Regions from separate parts of the Mus musculus genome. Here all the other regions are linked to region 2. The links are chromatin contacts, called in public Hi-C and HiChIP or PLAC-seq maps. All regions are on one chromosome and are shown on one strand. The core of a region is the stretch at or near the end of the contact, and the rest is flanking DNA. Distances in the headings are between cores, read along the strand shown.

Evidence for each region. Hi-C and Micro-C count contacts between places; a contact is called where the count stands out from the background. HiChIP or PLAC-seq counts read pairs in DNA pulled down with a chosen protein or histone mark.
Region 1: an H3K4me3 HiChIP or PLAC-seq map of stem cell-derived neural progenitor cells shows a contact between it and region 2, with 5 times the contacts expected there. The contact joins the promoter of Slc43a1 here to the enhancer-like site in region 2. A contact is called at or near these places in 8 of 39 promoter capture datasets (3T3-L1-derived adipocytes, the C10 cell line, the HPC-7 cell line and 6 more), 1 of 15 datasets of contacts at CTCF or cohesin (embryonic stem cells), 11 of 484 Hi-C or Micro-C datasets (the G1E-ER4 cell line, the HL-1 cell line, the HPC-7 cell line and 6 more), 10 of 115 datasets of contacts at active chromatin or transcription factors (T-cell acute lymphoblastic leukemia, craniofacial prominence, embryonic hindbrain and 6 more) and 2 of 9 other capture datasets (macrophages and pancreatic islet).
Region 3: a Hi-C map of bone marrow-derived macrophages shows a contact between it and region 2, with 11 read pairs. The contact joins two enhancer-like sites.

What each region holds. Positions count from the first base shown.
Region 1 is chr2:84,839,146-84,842,265 of GRCm38.p6, reverse strand. Slc43a1 (solute carrier family 43, member 1) reads right to left here and starts at 1,640. Exons shown (of 14, transcript NM_001083809.1): 1 at 1,261-1,640. The coding sequence starts at 1,492. It overlaps D930003E18Rik (RIKEN cDNA D930003E18 gene), which reads left to right and starts at 2,058. Exons shown (of 2, transcript NR_165656.1): 1 at 2,058-2,518; 2 at 2,613-3,120.
Region 2 is chr2:84,453,668-84,456,890 of GRCm38.p6, reverse strand. Tfpi (tissue factor pathway inhibitor) reads left to right here. Exons shown (of 9, transcript NM_011576.1): 4 at 2,894-3,091. Among named protein-coding and RNA genes, the nearest start is that of Tfpi, 19 kb to the left of the region's middle. Within about 2 kb of position 1,805, at least 39 of the 459 cell types and tissues checked have an H3K27ac peak or open chromatin away from gene starts, as enhancers often do. A contact at or near this core is called in bone marrow-derived macrophages and stem cell-derived neural progenitor cells, where this site is marked.
Region 3 is chr2:84,036,673-84,039,954 of GRCm38.p6, reverse strand. No RefSeq gene overlaps it. Among named protein-coding and RNA genes, the nearest start is that of Zswim2, 97 kb to the right of the region's middle. Within about 2 kb of position 1,799, at least 4 of the 459 cell types and tissues checked have an H3K27ac peak or open chromatin away from gene starts, as enhancers often do. A contact at or near this core is called in bone marrow-derived macrophages, where this site is marked.

The sequences.
Region 1 (3,120 bases), core at 391-2,890, 390 kb before region 2:
TAGGCCTCACACTAACTCCATCATCTCCAGCCCCAGCCCTCTGTAACTGGGGCCAGGCACCTGGGCTGAGTGCCATAGCTGGGTGCAACCCACTGCTTCCTTAGAGATAACTTCAGCAGGGGTGGGGCAGCCCCACAGTATAGCTGGAGCTGCAAGTAAGGATAGATATCAAGACCTCCTCACCTCCACCCTCAAGGAAATGGTTTTCCATCCTCCCACACTCACAGGCTAAGCAATGAGGCAACAGGTTGAGCTGAAGAGTCAGGAGAAGCCAGAAGGACATTCACATGTGTGTTGAGACTTAGTCATCCAGGGAACTGATGTTACTATTGTTTCTAGGTAATGGACACTCAATTTGCAAGGAACTCACTGGTTAAATGAGATGGAAGCCGGGATTCCAATCCCTGTTGGCCTTCTTTCCACAACAAGGATGTGGGGAAAGAGACAGGAGAGACATCAAACTGCACACCACACAGCCCCTTCACTGAGCACAACACTCTCCTTTCCAGAAAAGAAAAATATCCACCAAGTCCCAGTCACTAAGTGAGGCGCTCCCTCCCTGACGGACAGATGCAGACAGGCAGCCTCTGGCTGCACTAACTATTCTCAAAGAGTTTAGAATTCCCACTCCAGGTCCGGGTCACTTTACACAAGACCAAGGTGATTGGTGTGGAAAACAGAAACAAACGCTCCACAAATATCCATTCTAGAGGAAATAAGGCTTTTAACTTTGTACAAAAGGGATGATTTGTAGACCTGGGAACTCCAAGGTCCTGAAAAGACCAAGAGTATAGGTCCTTCACGTCCATTCTCCAGTTTGTGTACTTCTGTTTGATCTCATTAAGAACTCTCTGTGTATTGGTGATGTAGTTCAATGCTTGCTAGCACACACACACAAAAGACCTGTTTAACTTGAGCATTCCTTATCCAGGTAGGTGCAGAACTTCTAAGAGTCTACGGACTACTCTAGACAGAAGGTTGTCATAGGCAATCAGTCTCAGGATATGTATGCCTAGTGGGACTTTGGCTTTCACTCATCACTGAATCAGAGAATCCTGACAGAGTGGCACCTGAAGTTTGAAGAGATCATGAAGTGAGGCTGTCCAATTCCTAGCTGCCCAGTGTTCCGGTCTTGGGCAGCCCTGCTTTGTCGCTTTGTCTCTGCCTGACCACCTGTCCTTGTTTTCCAACTTCCTGCCTCCTCCTTCTACCGTCCCTCGCGGTCTTCACCTCCCACCCCCACACCCTTCTCAGATATACCTGGGCACAGGCTGGAATAGAAGCCTTCCTTCTTGAGCATGATCAGCAGGGAGGCCCAGCCCAGGAGCACCGCGGAGAAGAAGAGGTTCTCCACCACAGCGGTGCAAGCCATCCACCAGCGCCTGCGGTACGCCTGCTTCAGCGTGGGAGCCATGGTGGCCGAGACTCTGCAGAGAAACAGAGCGCTCAGAGAAGGGCTTCCTAGCGGCCCTTGGGAAGGGTACTCCATCATGGTGGCTCCTGAGACCCCTGGAGCCAAAGAGATGGAGCCTTCATGGAGGCCCCATAGAGCCCGGTGCTGCGGAGCTGGCTCCGCGCGCTCTGGCAGTGCCAGGAGCGAACGCGCCACTGGCCCGCAGGGCGCTATCAGGAACCAGAAAGGTCTGGTCTGAGCGAAGCAACTTCCTGGCGCGCTGCCGGGCTTGCCTACCCGAGCCAGGGCGCCCCGATCCCGCTCCAGGAGACAACCCCCCAAGTTCCCAAAGTCTCTCAAAGTCACCAAGGGGCACACCGTGCTCTGTAGCCACCTCTGGCCCACAGCTAGCCAGCCTCTAGGCACCAGATCGGATTCTCAGAAGCGAGCAGGAGGCGGAAAGGGAAGTCTGGGGCTACCCCGAGACCCTCTATTCTAGTTACGCCTTTCATTCTACTCCTCCTCTCCAGAGCCCGGGTAGAAAACTTCCTCCCGCCTGACACAGCCGGCGGCGCTCGTCCTGTCTCCTGGGCCAATCCCACGGCTGCCACGTGGAGGGAGACCCTGGGCGGGCCCCGTGGCGCCTCCGCGCGCCCCTCATTCCGCCGCGCGCCTGGGAACGCGCCAGCCCCTCTGTCCCTGGGAGGGGGCTTGGGCTCCGGCAGGAAGTCCGGTGCCTGCAGACTTTATAAGGACATACTTTATAAGGAGGCAGATGGGGTGGCCGGCGGGCGGGTGTGTTTACCAGAGGGAACGAAGAAACCCGAGCCCTCCAGGGCCGCGGTAGCCACCGCCAACAAGGGAGGCGATCTGACCCGGGGACCCGAAGCAAGACCCGGGCGAGCCTAGAGGAAATGATCAGGGGAAGAGCAAACAAGAAAGACGAAGAGAAAGAGACCCTTCTCTAGGGGGTGGCCCAGCCCCTCATCTGTGAAACGGGGCTTTTGAATCAGGGATCCCCGAGGTCCCATCCTATAATGACAACCGTGGTTCTAAACAGAGTGGAAGAGAAGAAGGGGAGAATGAAGGGGTCGGACAGAGGGAACAATGTGCCCAGAGACTCAGGTAACGGACGCTTCACAGGGACCTGCAAGTGTGGCTGGGTGACTTTGAGCTGCGCTAGCTGCTCACCTGTCCCCGACAAACTTGCCTCCCGCAGCTGTTGACACCCGGAGTAACACAGAGTCTCCCCGGCGCTTCCACACTCCGGATCTCCTGAGACCCAGGATCCCAATTCCAAATCGCATCCACGCGGGGTGTCTTCCCTGCGTGCCAGACCCAGCGGGCCTCGGAACCGCCGGTCTCACCTCGTCTGCGCCCTCGAAAGAAGCAGTGGATCTGGGAACCGTCCTGGCGCCACAGATAGGTGAAGCCGGGAAGCCAGGGCATGGACTACGCGATCTGCGGAGTTGATAGCTGTATTTACAGGCGTTGGGAGCAGCGCCCCAAGGTGGGGGCGGGGGTTCCCGTCCTTCCCCACCCCTTAGGTCGAGTTTCATGCACACGTGACTCGCCTGTTGGTCCCCAGATACTTTTCTTACCCAGTGCGCCCGGGGCGCCTAAATTTCCACTCTCGACCCCCAGCTTCTCTGTTGACCCCCTGAACTAACGTTTGACAGCATTCTCTACATCTTTGTTCAAAACAACCAAAAACTTGGCTGAAGTTA
Region 2 (3,223 bases), core at 556-3,055:
GCTTGATTTAACATTGTAGACTTGACACTCTTTTGATCAACTAGTTGCACAGTCTTATCTAGGTTTGTTTTATTTCTGTTTAATTTTTAATTAGTTTTACAATACCAAGAGGCACGCAGCATGGGACCCTTAGTAAGCTACCTGTTGGCCCTCGATCCACAAACACTCTCCAGGGGAGGGACACGCTATCACCCAGGCATCCCGTGACCCTTGAGCATTCTGTATTTCACTGAGCTTTTTATTTGACATCCCAAGACACAGGGAAGAAAACCAGATTGTTACCCTTATGCTAGGAGATACAAAATATAAACACTCAATCACAAATATTCAAATGTAAATTATAATTCTATTTTTTGGCTACCTCGGATCAGATTCTTGTTATAATATTCGGCAAATGTTCTAGTTTCATGGGTACAGAAGGATAGTCCTTATTTTTAAAAACATTATTCTCAACTCTTCCAAGTGTAAGAAAAATTATCCTTACTCCTTCCCTGAGGTAGTCTGCTGTTCGCTCTTTAGTAAGCTCTTCAATAAATTACTATTGTAATTATTGTAAATTAGTGATTGCAAGCGTCATTAAAAGGGCCTGCTGCCCGATATATTGTTGTATCTGCAATAACAACCCAGTTCTTGATAGATACGTATTCAGGGCACAATTTTAATACTCAAAAAGGTTATCCCCATAAATGAAAACCAAGACAGGCATACACCTTCCCAAGAGTGGATGGCTGTGGATGTCCGAGATTAACCCGAGGTCTTCCTGTTGTCTGGGACATCCTGCTTAGGTGTGAACAGCAACAAGATCAATGCATAGAATATACTGATATAAAATTATGGTAACTTCATTAATATGGGAATTCTAAAGAAATAAGGTAATAACGAAATAAAAAGTTGATAGTGTTTTTGTCTTTACGTGGTTGCTATGAATTTAGCACCAGATTTTCATCAAAAATGAGTTCCAGCTTTATAAAGCAATTTTTAGAGTGCTATTGAGCAGACATTACTTTATTAAATTGAATTGTTTAGTCCAAGTATTTGGGTGAAATCTCAGCCTTTCAGGTCTGTGATAATCTTACTCTTATTATTGTGAATTATACCTGGTATAATAGCATATGAGAGTCAGTTCTCTCATCTGCACGTATAAGTCTAAGCAACTTGATAAAACCTGCATCACAAAGAACATCTACAAAAGTAGATCTGCTTTTTGTTTTTGTTTTTGTTTTTGAGATAGGGTTTCTCTGTGTAGCCCTGGCTGTCCTGGAATTAACTCTGTAGACCAGGCTGGTCTCCAACTCAGAAATCTGCCTGCCTCTGCCTCCCAAGTGCTGGGATTAAAGGTGTCTGGCATCACTGCTGGGAGATCATTAGATGATTTTATAACGAAGTTCCATGAGATTGTAATTACTCAGAGGAAAGTTTGCCGGTAATTACTGTAACTACATCAACAGCACTGAAGAAACAACTCTTTTGTGGTACACTGTCTCCCTCTTGTGGCCAACTTATTAAATAGCAGGCTGAACTTGGGCTCTGTGTCTTCCTGAACACATACCGACAGAAACGCTCTCTCTCTCTCTCCCTCTCTCCCTCTCTCTCTCTCTCTCTCTCTCTCTCTCTCTCTCTCTCTCACACTCACTCACACTCACACACACACACACACACACACACACACACACACACACACACACACACACACACACACACACACACGATTTCAGTAAGCAAGAGCTGATATAAGTCAGCCAGAGAGAAGCACGACAAAATCTGTGCTTAGCTCTCCTTCCGGTAACACTGTCTAGTTCTCAGCCCAGAGCGTGGGAGTCAAAGAATCAATCAGTGCTTCCCCGCCATACCCCAGGCCTGCTCAGTAGCCATCTCTCAGATAACTCTTGATTCAGTCAACTTGACGTTTGACACCACAGATATCTGATTTTACCAGTACTATAGGTGATTGGGGCTGAGGAGACAGGAATGAGCTTGACTTGTAAGACCAGGAACTGAGTTTTATTCCAGAATGAATGTAAAAATAAGCTGGACTTTGGCGGTGCATGTCTGTAAGTCCTGTAGTGGGAAGCCAGAGAAAGGCAGATTCCTGAGGCCCGGTGTCCCCAGAGCCAGCCAGCCAGCCTAGCGTGCCTTTTGAGTTCTAGGGTAGTGAGAGATTGCAATTGAAGAGAGACAGTCAGGGAGTATGTGCACCCCTCCACTTATGCATACCTGCAAGCATGTTCGCAAACAAGTAAATAAGTAAAAAAGGAAGAAATAAGTGGGAACATTCCAATGTCTTTGTTAGAATCATAACTTTATTAAAATATGGCCAGAATATATTAATTAATATTTAACTATAGTAATGAATTGCAAATGGAAGAAGATAGTTGAAAGTAGCCTAGATCAAATGTATGTAAAATATTTTCCAAAAATTCACATTTTAAAATTGTAGGGAATTAAAAAAATGGATTTATTACTAGATTATCATCTATGTACAATTTACACTTTGTTTTAAAATAATTTTTAGGTGAGAACTTTGACGTGATGTCCATTCATGTTTTAGTATTTAAAATAATGGTGAATGAAGAGAATGTTTTACAGTAGTGCTCATAGATTGTCTCTTAACAGAGCACTGCTGCCCTCTAAAGGACAAATTGGTTTATGCCATTTAAAGCCTCAAGTGCCTTCCTTATAGATCATATATAAATTATCAAACACGTGGAACATATAGGCTCGCTCACTCAGGTCGTTACTTGCATGGAACCCATAATAACCTGAATTTTCAGTTTTAATTTTCTCATTTAAAAATTGACGGTGGAAATTGTATATTTGGCAAAACAACAGCAAGGATGTTATCATAGTGTTGGGAGAGAGCTACACACGTGATGTTTTAAAATTTACCTTGTAGATTCTGAGCTGGGGTCAATGAAACCGCTACATACATTTTGTGCAATGAAGGCAGATGATGGTCCATGCAAAGCAATGATAAGGAGTTATTTTTTCAATATGTATACTCATCAATGTGAAGAATTTATATACGGGGGATGTGAAGGGAACGAGAACCGATTTGATACCCTGGAAGAGTGTAAGAAAACATGCATACCAGGTAGGTTTCCGGGAAGCCTGTGGCACAAGAGTTGGTGTGGTTGAGGTCTCAGTGCAGATTCAATAATTTTAGAAGAACAATGTGATTTCCCAGGAAAGCCTGCTGTTTACATTTCTAGGTTTCTGGCCCACT
Region 3 (3,282 bases), core at 550-3,049, 420 kb after region 2:
TGTTTTAATAAGTATTTATGCACCTATCTCCTCAAAGCCTTTAAAACCATGTGCTTCGTTGACACCACCTTGGAATTCCCAGAGTTGGACTTTAAAATTAAAATGAACTTACACCTACATTTTTCTCATCATTGGCCAAGAAGGACAAAACCTTCTTGTCCCATATGACACAAATTTGTTTAATTTTCTGGCACAACACAAGTTCTATAGCAGAAGCTCCAACTCAGAAAGCAGGTCTGACCCCTGCTCCCCCTGGGTGCCGTGTGTCATGTTTGCACCAGGGTACGTGTAAAGAAACATTTTACAAAGGACGATTCTAATCTATCTCTGCAGTTCACTAAACAATAAAGATTTTACAATTGTACCCTCTAAAAAGTATGTGTATGCCGTCAGGTACAACAATTCTGTTTATGGTTCTAAGACAATACGAAGTCAAAGTTTCTGACAACCCAAAGCATTGAAACACTGATAAGTGTAAACAGCATGAAGGGAAAAAACTGTGGGAAACTTTCGGAGTGCTGGGTGGGGTGGGGAAGTACTAGTATTTCTTCAGGATTCCCAGAAGTTTTCATGGAGCAAGCTGACGTGTGTCATAGCTGTGGCATTAAAAACAACAAATGTTTCAGGCAGGCAGTAAAACCATCAGATGAATTAAACTAGAAATGACCTGTGAGCCAGGCCCACATTGTAACTGAATACTTTGTCCAGATAGTATAAAGAGATTTTAAATGTTATTTAGGGTCTGTATATTTAGCTTTTATACATTAAGATACATGTTAGTAACTCTTGTTATGCACATTTCATTCTTGTGAGAATTTCTGATCAAGAAAAAATTTCATAGTGTATGTGTGCATGTTAAGGCTTACAAACATGTTGTGTGTGATGGCTGGATGGCTCAGCTGATAAAGATGCTTGCTGTACAACCCTGACAGCCTGCATTTGCTTTTCACTTAATGGTGAAAGGAGAGGACTGATTCCAGACTTTCTGACCAACACAGAGACAGACAGACAGACAGACAGACAGACAGACAGACACAGAGACAGAGAGAGAGACACACAGAGAGAGGGGAGGGGTATGGGTGCATGCACAGACCTTTAAAATTTTGAAGCTGTGTTGCTTTAGAGAGATCAAGGGGCTAAATGGGAGGGTTGGACAGAGAAAAGAGAAGGAGGAAATGATACTATTATAATTTCAAAAAGATAAAAGTTACTATAAAAAATTTAAGAATTTAAAAACCATATTCAATGTCACTTTCTCATTACATCTGCCTTCATGCATAAAGCAAAATATATACATAACTCATTTTATTTTAAATTTGGGGGCTTCTTTTATTAAATAACTGAAAGTTATTCTTGAAGGTTAGCCCACCTTTGACTCCCTAAGCTGGAAGAAACAATCTTACAGTCTTAGGAGAAATTATACTCAAGTCTATCAAAGAATACACTACAAGCATTCAGATGCTGTCTTGTGAAGGCATACATTTTGAAGAGATTGCATATGTGTTTCTCTCTTAAGAAACTTCACAATGGTCAGTAATGTTGCTCTTTGTATCAGAGATATTTTAAGCTTTTATTCCCCAACTATCTAATGAACTGTGGAGCATCACAGAACACAGCGTTACTATGTTCCAGTGTCTTCTCTTTAAAGGAAACATGCTATCAGAAGGAGAAACAGCAAGTTCTCCCAGGTTACAGACACCTTAGAAGAGGAATGTCAAATGTTCTCTTTACTCCAGATGTTCTGATTTTTCAGCATCTCAGCCTTCTGCTGGATAGCTCTGTCACACCCACTGATGCTGCAATAAATGAACTGCTGAGAGCAGTATCACTAACCCAGGCTCATCAGACCAGCAGTGGTGTGTGTGTGTGTGTGTGTGTGTGTGTGTGTGTGTGTGTGTGTGTGTGTGTGTGTCTGTCTGTCTGTCTGTCTGTCTGTCTGTCTGTGTGTGTCTGTGTGTGTGTGTGTGTGTGGTGTGTGTGTCTGTGTGTGAGTGAGTGTGTGTGTGTGATGTGTGTGTGTGTATGTGGTGTGTGTGTGTGTGTCTGTGTGTGTGTGTGTTTGTGAGTGAGTGTGTGTGTCTGTGTGTGTGTGTCTGTGTGTGTGTGTCTGTGTGTGTGTGTCTGTGTGTGTGTGTCTGTGTGTGTGTGTGTGTCTGTGTGTGTCTGTGTGTGTGTGTGTCTGTGTGTGTGTATCTGTGTGTGTGTGTGTCTCTGTGTGTGTGTGTGTCTGTGTGTGTGTGTGTGTGTGTTTGCAGAATGACAAAATATAAAGAGTCTAATATTTTTCATGCACTTAGCTTTTATTATGAAAGTACGTGGGTATGTGGTAAGGTCGGTTTGAACTTGGGGTCAGATAAAAAGGGCTTCTACTGAGGGGAAGGAGAAACACCAGCTGACCCGTAGAACTCACTGGCCTCTGGATGCACAACTTGGGAAAAGTTGGAAACAGTGTAATCTTTCACAGACCTCTCACTCCCTCTTGTGATCAGTAAGTGAAATGTAAATAGTGCCTACCGGCTTCAAGAGAGCTCCTGAATCCCAAACCTAGACTATAAATCCTAAGTATAATGAAGCAGATACAAAATAAGTTACACTTCTTCAAAAAACTCACTAAAAAGGAAATTCACCAGGATTTGGTGACTGTATTAAATTTGTATTTGTTGTTGTTGTTCAATAGGCACATATTTAAATGTCTCCATTTCTTCATACATAGGACTAAATTACTTGACAAAAAAATCAGAAGTCTTTAGGAGATTGTAAACTAGAACCACTGGCTTACAAGTCACACTTTTACTGAATACAGTGGTATCTGCTAGTCACTTAGTGACTGACTCGGTTGTAAGATCAACTTTCATTTTATGGGAGAGCTTGTGTTCAAATATGACATTTAACTTACCAGAAACCCTAAACCCAGGAGTTAGGGTGTTGACAATTCAGATATACCAAAAGAAACTATCAAGTGTTTAATTTAAATGAAAAGGTGGAAGTATAATAAGATGTTTCAAATGATCTTGAGGAAAACTACATTCTCAGAGACTTTATTACAGTACATCGTTATAATTGCTTTGTTATTAGTTATTATTGTCAATCTCTTACAATGCCTTAATTAGTTAAAAGTTGTCATGGGTATACATGTATAAAAAATGGTTTTGTATATATGGTGTTTGGTTTTATATGTGATCTGAAGCAGCAAATGAGATATACTAAAATATATCACTTGTAGGAACAGAGAAATTGTTGCTTCCACAGACACCTGTATTTAATAAAACTGGAAGATGGAAC